2 separate regions of the Cricetulus griseus genome follow, and region 1 is linked to region 2. A link is a contact called in public Hi-C data. All regions are on one chromosome and are shown on one strand. The core of a region is the stretch at or near the end of the contact, and the rest is flanking DNA. Distances in the headings are between cores, read along the strand shown.

Region 1 (4,194 bases), core at 1,489-3,988, 93 kb after region 2:
AGACAGGCCCAAGAGGAGACATAGCACTAAATCAACTTTTAATGATTTATTCCTATACCCATTGCTTAATAATTATCAGAGAACTAAGTCTCTCATCATTGTGGATAGCAATTAATACAGAGACCCTCCGCTGGTCGTTGTGCAGAAAACGAAGAGACTGGAGTGCTCAGTCCTAAAGGGAACAAACAGGTCACGCCCTACTCCTAAGGCCCAGGGATCTCGGTGGAAGAGTAGGTGAAAAGACAGTCAAACCCAAGGATGGTAGATAACATCAAGGAAACAAATGTTTTCTGGACACAACAGGACAGTTGCTCATATGCACTCAGTGATTGTGAAAACATCCACAAGACTTTTGTAAGCTAAGGCCAGACAAATTCCCAGCAGAATTGGGGGCAGGGCATGAATTCCCAGTACTGAGTAACTACTGGCATTTGATAGTTGCTAGGAGATCGAGAGTCAGTTTTCCTTAATGGTGTGATCCCTGGCAGGCCCCCCTCTGGAGAGTGTGTGGCAACACTAGCAGGAAGAGAACCTCACATTGTGTGGGGAGTGAACGTGGAAAGGGTGGCTATAGGAGGAATTAGAGAAGGGGAAGCAGGATGAACATGATCAAAATAAAGTGTGTGACATTCTCAAAGAATTAATAAAAATATTTTAAAAACAAAAGTTTCAGAAGAAAAAAGTAGTCGTGTCTCTAGGAAAGCTCATCACTCACACTCCAACAACTCTTTGTGGGAGACCAATAAGCAAAGGAGACAGGGACCAGTATGACCTTCCTGAGCTTGTGCCATTCTCTTCCAAAGTAAGTCCATCTTCTAATGAAAGACAATGTGCTGGACCACAGCTCTCAGCATATCCAGAAGAGTAGCCAGAGGAGTGGGGGCCTTAAATGAAGAGCAAGTGGCACGCAAGCCGAAGGAACAAGCAGCAATGACTCCAGTGCCCATCTTTAGGATTCACCCAGAAACCACTCAACAGTACTAAGAGCTCTTACTCAGGGAAGAAAAAAGTAGGCTCAACCTCAAAATAGATGGTATGGGCATCCCAGAACAAAAATTCCTGAAGACTCTTCTAGAAAAAATTTGTGATTACAGAAGATGGGGGGAGAGAACATTTTACTACTAAAACTTTCTATACAGAAAGGGGAGGGAAAGGAAGAAGGAAATTAGGTTGGGGGTGGAGAAGGTGGAGTGTGTGTGTGTGTGTGTGTGTGTGTGTGTGTGTGTGTTGGGGGGGTCTGTGTGAGAGCGGGAGGGGAGTGCAGTTGCCTCAACGTTTTAGTATTAAGATGCAGACCTACCTCTCAGAGTTTAGGACAACCTCAAAAGGAGAATGGCTTGCTTAAGCCTCCTCTCCTCACATAAGCAGCATATCAATAGGCCCCCAGAATTCAACAAGCTGAAGCCCAGCTCTGAGTAATCTCTGCTGGCATCACTGGAGATCCCTGTAGTGAAGACCAGGTCTTTTAAAGGGAAACACCTCCCATCACTCCCTCTGGTAGTGATTAAAGGAAAAAGAAATAACTCAGGGCTAATTACTGCACTATCTAGACAGAGATTTCAGGTACGCCCTGACAGGTGTACTTCGGTCGGCTCAGTGCTGTGACCTCCTCAAAGGTACTGTGTCAATTCTTCCCAGCCACGCCGTCCTTACAACAGAATTGTCCCATCAAAGGGTGTGGACACTCCAACTCTAGATGGGCAGATTTCAGGTTTCTGCGTTCTCACTGACACGTTCAATGTTAACCCGTTTTTCAGTAAGAAAAAGTTTAACTTTGAAGACGCACCCAGCACAGTTCATGTGGCGTGTAATTTATTAAATGTTGGCTGTTCAGGTGGAAACAATGCTCCCTGAGAGCCATCTTCACAGCTGAGGAATAGTTGTAGCTTCTAGATAGTTGAGGAAAGTGCCTTCCAAAAAGCTAGAAGCGGGCAGGGTGCTGTTTTAAGCCATTGTGTTGGACAAGGCAAGGACACGGTTGCTAATATCTGCATTCATTTTATGACAGAGTCTGAAACAAAAGAAATATTCGGAGGGGAGAAAAGAAAAAAAGGCAGAAAAAAGCCGAACGCTAGCGCACACTTCGGGGTTTGGACTGCGGAGCCAGCTAGACAGCGCTCGGCTACCTGGGTCTGCAGGGTATGACCCTGAAGGTGCACACACAGGGAGGGTGTCTGCGTGGAGACTCCAGCATACCGGGGGCCGCTGGCACCCGCTCGGCTCCCCGCAGCCGGCCTAGGGCCCAGGCAAGGCCGCCCCGCGCCCAATTGGCGACACGGAGGTGGACCCCGCGGCGGGCCCGGGCTGCGGGCTGCAGCCGCGTCTCGGTCGCGGCCGCGAGCCGCCCCCGGAGGCCGGCACTCACCGCTCAGGTAGTTGGTCCACTTGTACAGCACGCCCTCCATGGCGCCCGCGGGCCCCTCGCCGCCCCGGCCCGCCGCGGGGACACGGGACCGGCCTCACATCCTGGGCCCGGGGGCGGGCTCACCGCGACAGCCGGGGAGCACCAGCTTCTGGTCGGGGGTCTGCGCCTGCGCCGGGCGCCGTCGGGGTAAACTAGGCGGAGCGGCCGGCCGAGCGAGGCCAGGGAGGCGCGGCCCCCGAGGCGACGGTCGCGGGCGCCTTCACCTCGGCCGCCGAGCTCACAGCGCCCGCCCCGGCGCGCTCGCGCATGCCCACTGCGTCGCGCGCACGCTCCCAAATCCACGCCGAGGTTTGGCCGCGGCGCCGTGCGGCCGGAGGGCGGGGCGCGGGTGCGGACGTGGGGGAGCGGGTCACCCCCGGGTTCTAGTCTCCAGGGATCCCGCTTGTAACCTCAGGCTCGTCAGTGTAAGGGACCCGGAACCCTCGGACGAGGCACGTCTGTAGAGCGTTTCCGGATGCACTCCAGGGTAAGGCGGGCGCATTTCAAACCGCGGGCCTCTGCAGGGAAGGCTTGGGCTTTGGACCGCTGGCCTTGACTTCACCTGGGATTCTGTTAAAAATACAATCTCGCCCAGGTCCCGGACCTTTTGGATCAAATGTCTGCATTTTCACAAGCTCTCCAAGGGGAATTCGTATGCACATGCAAGTGTGGAAATGAAGTTGTTAGCATTTGTAGCCAAGAAAGTGTTAATCACACGTTAAGTGGAAGGGGAATGTCAAGAAAGAGCACGATGCAACCCAACGTAACCCAAACGGCCCTGAAACATGCTCTGAAGTGCTAAAGTGTGGGCATTTTCTTTCCCCTTAGTGTAAGGTTGACAGGTGTGGTAAATAATATATAACTTAATTGGTTATTTACCTGAACTGCACACCTTGCTTAATGCCCTGTTTGCTTCAGGTTTAATCTAGAGAATCTTCTTCTCAGTTTCCTCTCCATCTGCTACCATGGGCTACGTCTGAAATTAAGGCGACCATGTAGAACTAGGAACCTGAAGCTGTGTAACTCTTAAATGCTAATGCCATTTCCTCGTTAAAGAGGCACGTCCTTAGCCATTATTTACTCTACAATAAGGACGTTCAAATGATGGATCATTAACAGTCATCAACAGTCATGTTTAGAATGAATCACGTTTAGTCTTAAGGCGGAGTGCCAATTGTTTGCACCAAGTGACCTTAAACAGGACACTAACTTCTAGCCTCAATTTGTTTATCTTTGGTGCTGGCTAGTTTTATGCCAATTTGACACAAGATAAAGTAATTTGGAAAGGTGAGCTCTGAACCATCATAAGATTTGTCTATAGGTAAGTCTGTGGTTCATTTTCTGAAATGCTGATTGACGTGGGAGGGTCCAGCCCATTGCGAGCGGTGCCATCCCTGGGCAGGTGGTCCTGGGCGCTAATAAGAAAGCAGGCTAAGTAAGCCAGTGAGCAGCACCCTCCATGGCCTCCCCATCGGTTCCTGCTTCCAGACTCCTGTCTTGAGTACCTGTCCAGACTTCCCTAGATGATGGGCTGTGATATGAAGTGTAATCGATAAAAGTCCTTTCCTCCCCAAGTTGCTATTGGTCATGATGTTTTAACCCAGGACAACGTCTAAATGGGGAAAATAACCACGTTAAGTTAGTGAAGGAAGACCTTGCACCAGAAGTGCCTTGTGAACCCTAAAGCATCCTTGTCCGTCCTTGGAGTCTAGCTTCAAGTTAGTAAGCCACGGTTCTGAGCAATCCTCTGTGGTATCTCGGAGAGGGTGCTCTCCAGTATCCGGTCTTGC
Region 2 (3,992 bases), core at 1,200-3,699:
CTGCCAAAGGGAACCTCTCAAAACAAGACATCATCGTGGCCATCCTGCTCTAAATCTTTAGGCTCCCCATGACAGGTAAAGCCAAGTCCTTCCACAGCTATGAGACCCAATGTCTTCCTCAACTCCCTCTCACTATGCCCAGGTCCCCAACTCCAAAGCCCTGTAGTCACATAGATACCTCCTATATCAGGCACACAGGCAATCTCCTGCCCTTAGGCTTTCAAACCTGCTAGTCTTCGTGCCTGGACACCTAGCCCCCACCCCCACTGGCTCTCCTCATGATCATTGCTGACTCCAAAATATCCTTCTCACTGAAGACTCCTAGATCTCTCCCAATAATTTCAGGGTAATGCTTCTTCCCCCCCATTCTAGGTCTATTTCCTCCCTACTTGGCACCTGCTGCGGACACACTGAGTTGTACTGCTTACCTTGTCTTCCCCAAGGAAATCACAAACTCTTTTTGATCTCTGAGGTTCACCACCTGACTCCTATACTAGGACCAGAGCAGGAAATGGTCCAAATGGCTTGGTGGGCATTCACCACATGCTGACAACAGACTCAAGGCGGGGCACAGGGCCCTTTAAAGCTAAAGTGGCTTAGAAAATTAGCAAGGAAAAGAATAGAAGACCAGGTGAATGGCTGGAATAAGAGAATGTGATGAAAGCCACTGAAATTCCGTTTCTCATAATGGTGGACTGAATAATTAGGACCAACCCTTCTACCGAGAACAGCTAACACATTTTCAAGCATTTCATATGGAAATAGCCTCTTCCGTATGGTGAAGACTTGGAAGCCAGAGAGGTTGGCCTAACCTGACTGGGAAAGCAAGAAAGTGTACTGTATTTTTTAGAACTGTTCTAAGATCTATGAAGGCATCAAAGCTGAGGGCCCTCTATGGGAACATACTACAGCAGGGTCCCCACTTTAACTTGGAGGTCTCCCAAAGGCCCACACTCCTGGAACAAAGATGAGCTAAAGCCACAAGATCCGAAGCCTGTCTTTTCATCACCTAGAGTGTCTGGGAACTGCAAATCAAGAACTGAAGGCCGCCACAGGCTGACAAGGCTCTCAAGTCCTGGCAGGGCCAACATAAGTCCTTTCTGGAAGGTACTGTCATCTTGGACCTCAGTTTATTCCTGTCCATGAATTAGACAATGCCACACACAACTGCTGGATACCACAAGTGCCAGCCAGGAGGCTAAATGCTTACTAACCTTGAGATGTCAGAAGGCAGTTATGCAACCGACCTCCCTGGACCAGAAAGCAAGCTTGAAATGTTTAGTAGAGAAGTAGATATACAAATTCCACAGCATATTACTGAATTCATGGAATATATTCACAGTGGGCAGGGAAGCAAACTAGGGCGGGGCATATCATGATGCTTTGGGAGAGAGGCAGAAGTAAGGAACCACCAAGCTAGGGTGAACAGTCACTTTCACATGTCATCAGCTATTAAGAAAGCAGACCATCAGCTTGCCACAGAAATAGAGTCCTAAATCCCAAGAGGGGAGGCAAGTTTTATGCAAGTGTTTTTGAGAACGGAGACAAGAAAAGAATCATTATCCAACGCCGCCCATCCCCACAGGCACAAATGTGGACGGGCTTTATCTAGATTTCTGGTCATGTCCCTGATGTAAGCACCACTATGAGAAAACCAAACAAACAAAAAGCACACTATTTCCAGGTGGACTTGGAGTCTAGTGGGCGAGAAATGGATTACTTCATTGTCTCGGAAAGGCTCTGTTTGCTTCCACCCTGTCAGTACTTCTCAACTCAAGTGATGCTGGAAATAGCCACCATTCCTGCACCAAAAGGCCATGTCACATCCCATCTTTGCCTCCCCACACTGGCTGCTATCTTTATACTGCAGGGCCAACAGCAGACATAAGAATAGTCACCCTGGGCTTGTCCCCTTTCCGACCATCCCCGCTATCATGGTGTGGTTATGGAGTGTTACAGGGAGACTTCAGAAGCCATGCAGCACCTACAGATCTGAAGGACTTGAAGACTTTTTCCAAGACTTCATGGAGTGTCTTCTTGCCGCAGGAAGAGATGTAATCCTGTGCTAGCTGCAAGAAGGGCAGGCAGTCTTCGCTCTCACTCCACACGTGCTGCGGCCCCGTAAGGGCAAGAAGGAAACAGAGAACACAAGTCATTACCCTAGAGTTTTAAAGAATCACGCATTCAAAGTCAGCCTCTGTTACAGAGTGAAACCCATCCACTCATTCTTCGTTTCTCTGCATGGCAAGGGATCAGAAAATGTCAAATCCATAGGACTTCCCCAAGCTTCATGCTCCCTGTGTCACCTGCTGTCTGCCATCTGCTCCCAAGTAACTAGAGACCAGGGAGGCAGACATCACCCCTGCTCACCGTCTCCAGCGGGTGCATGAGGCTCATTTTAAAAGAGGAGGGAGGAGAAATCAGAGCTCTGGCCTTCAAATTCCTTTACTTTGCCCTCAGCTACAGCTGAAGAATTAATTAACCATAGTTTGTAATCATGTACTTGGAACAAGGTGTTCCCTCTGCAGATCGCCCCTTGAAAAGGGGTGTTGGGAAATTTCTTCAGAATGGAACAAACTTATGAGAAATTGCAAAGTCGGCACCGAGTCACCAGGAAGCCAGTCATCCTTCAGGGCACCTTAGGTGGGCATCGTACCCACACATCACTAATTCAACCTAGTGCCTGTGGAGAGCAGCCTGCATTTAGGTTTGTTCTTGTTACTGAGGCCAGGAAATGTTTCTCTATTCGAGGAAATCCACCTTATTATGTCTTTAAAACTAAAGAAAGTTTTTCCCATAATGGTCAAAGATCTAGAATAAGCCAGAGAAACAGGCTGATGAGGTCTAGCTGAAGAAGCCCCAGATCTGCAGAGCCAACCAGCCAGGAACACAGGGTAGCCCAGGGGTCTGACTCAGGGTGTCAACCAATGAGACAGTGCTAAGGCCTGGTGAAAGGGAAGGTGCTTGGTGGACTGGAGGAGACTCAGAGGCTAGGCAGTAGGAGACAAGACCTAGCTAGAGAAGGGATCCTAGGGGCCCACGTAGCACTACCTGCCTGCTTCTATTCATGTACATAAGCAGGGCATCACCCTAGAAAGTTGTTTGCCATCCCATGAGCGCAGCTCATCATCTTCTTTCTCACTGCAGGGTGCCCAAGAAGAGCTGTGGAGACCTCTGACACAGCTGGGGTCTAAGTGAGGATATGACAACACCATTTATTAACTGCTAATCATCTTATATCTACTGTATTTAAAAATAAAAAGTATTTCATTTTATTTAAACTACTTCTTTCCAAAACTAAAGGTATCTAGCAGGGTTGGAATACAAGACAAGTTTGATCTGAAAAATAAGTCTGATGTGTGTGTGTGGCTGGGGAGAGGGGGGCGGGGGGAGGGGAGTGGACAAAAGAAAAATAATAAAAAGGAAAGAAACATAAAACCGGGGGTGATGAGAGAGCAAGCAGCCAGGTGAGCGGGCAGAGCCTGCCATCAGAGTCTGAAGGTCTTTCATACAAAGATAAATGGGTGGGTGGCTAAAGCCCAGAGTCCTGGGCCACCAGATACAACCACTGCAGCTGCAGCTGGCAAAATACTTCAGGCACATATAACCGAGCACAACATTAGCCAGGCACATATGACCGAGCACAACATTAGCCAGGCACACATAACCGAGCACAACATTAGCCAGGCACACATAACCAAGCACAACATTAGCCAGGCACACATAACCGAGCACAACATTAGCCAGGGAAAAGCTGCAGCAGCAACTGGAGAAGCTGGCTGCAACCATAGAAATAGCTCAGCTGGAAGTGTCAGACTGAAGAATCCTAGCTGCCCCTGGGTACAGTCGGTGCTAGAGCCCATGGGTACAGTGGGCTGCAGGCCTCCAGTGATGGCAGAAGATGCCAAGGAAGCCAGAAGTGGAGTGGAGCAGGGGTTCTCCAGCTTTAGCAGTTGACAGTCACTTGGAAGCTTGTTACCTCCCAGCGTTTC

Evidence for each region. Hi-C and Micro-C count contacts between places; a contact is called where the count stands out from the background.
Region 1: a contact with region 2 is called in a Hi-C map of liver, with 2.0 times the contacts expected there. The contact joins the promoter of Fkbp14 here to the enhancer-like site in region 2.

What each region holds. Positions count from the first base shown.
Region 1 is chr8:86,727,271-86,731,464 of CriGri-PICRH-1.0, forward strand. It overlaps Fkbp14 (peptidyl-prolyl cis-trans isomerase FKBP14), which reads left to right and starts at 2,739. Exons shown (of 6, transcript XM_035448943.1): 1 at 2,739-2,891. Plekha8 (pleckstrin homology domain-containing family A member 8) reads right to left here and starts at 2,647. Exons shown (of 14, transcript XM_027429658.2): 1 at 2,366-2,647. The coding sequence starts at 2,405.
Region 2 is chr8:86,634,747-86,638,738 of CriGri-PICRH-1.0, forward strand. It overlaps Mturn (maturin), which reads right to left. Exons shown (of 3, transcript XM_027429669.2): 2 at 1,989-2,111. Among named protein-coding and RNA genes, the nearest start is that of Mturn, 29 kb to the right of the region's middle. Within about 2 kb of position 2,450, at least 1 of the 6 cell types and tissues checked has open chromatin away from gene starts, as enhancers often do.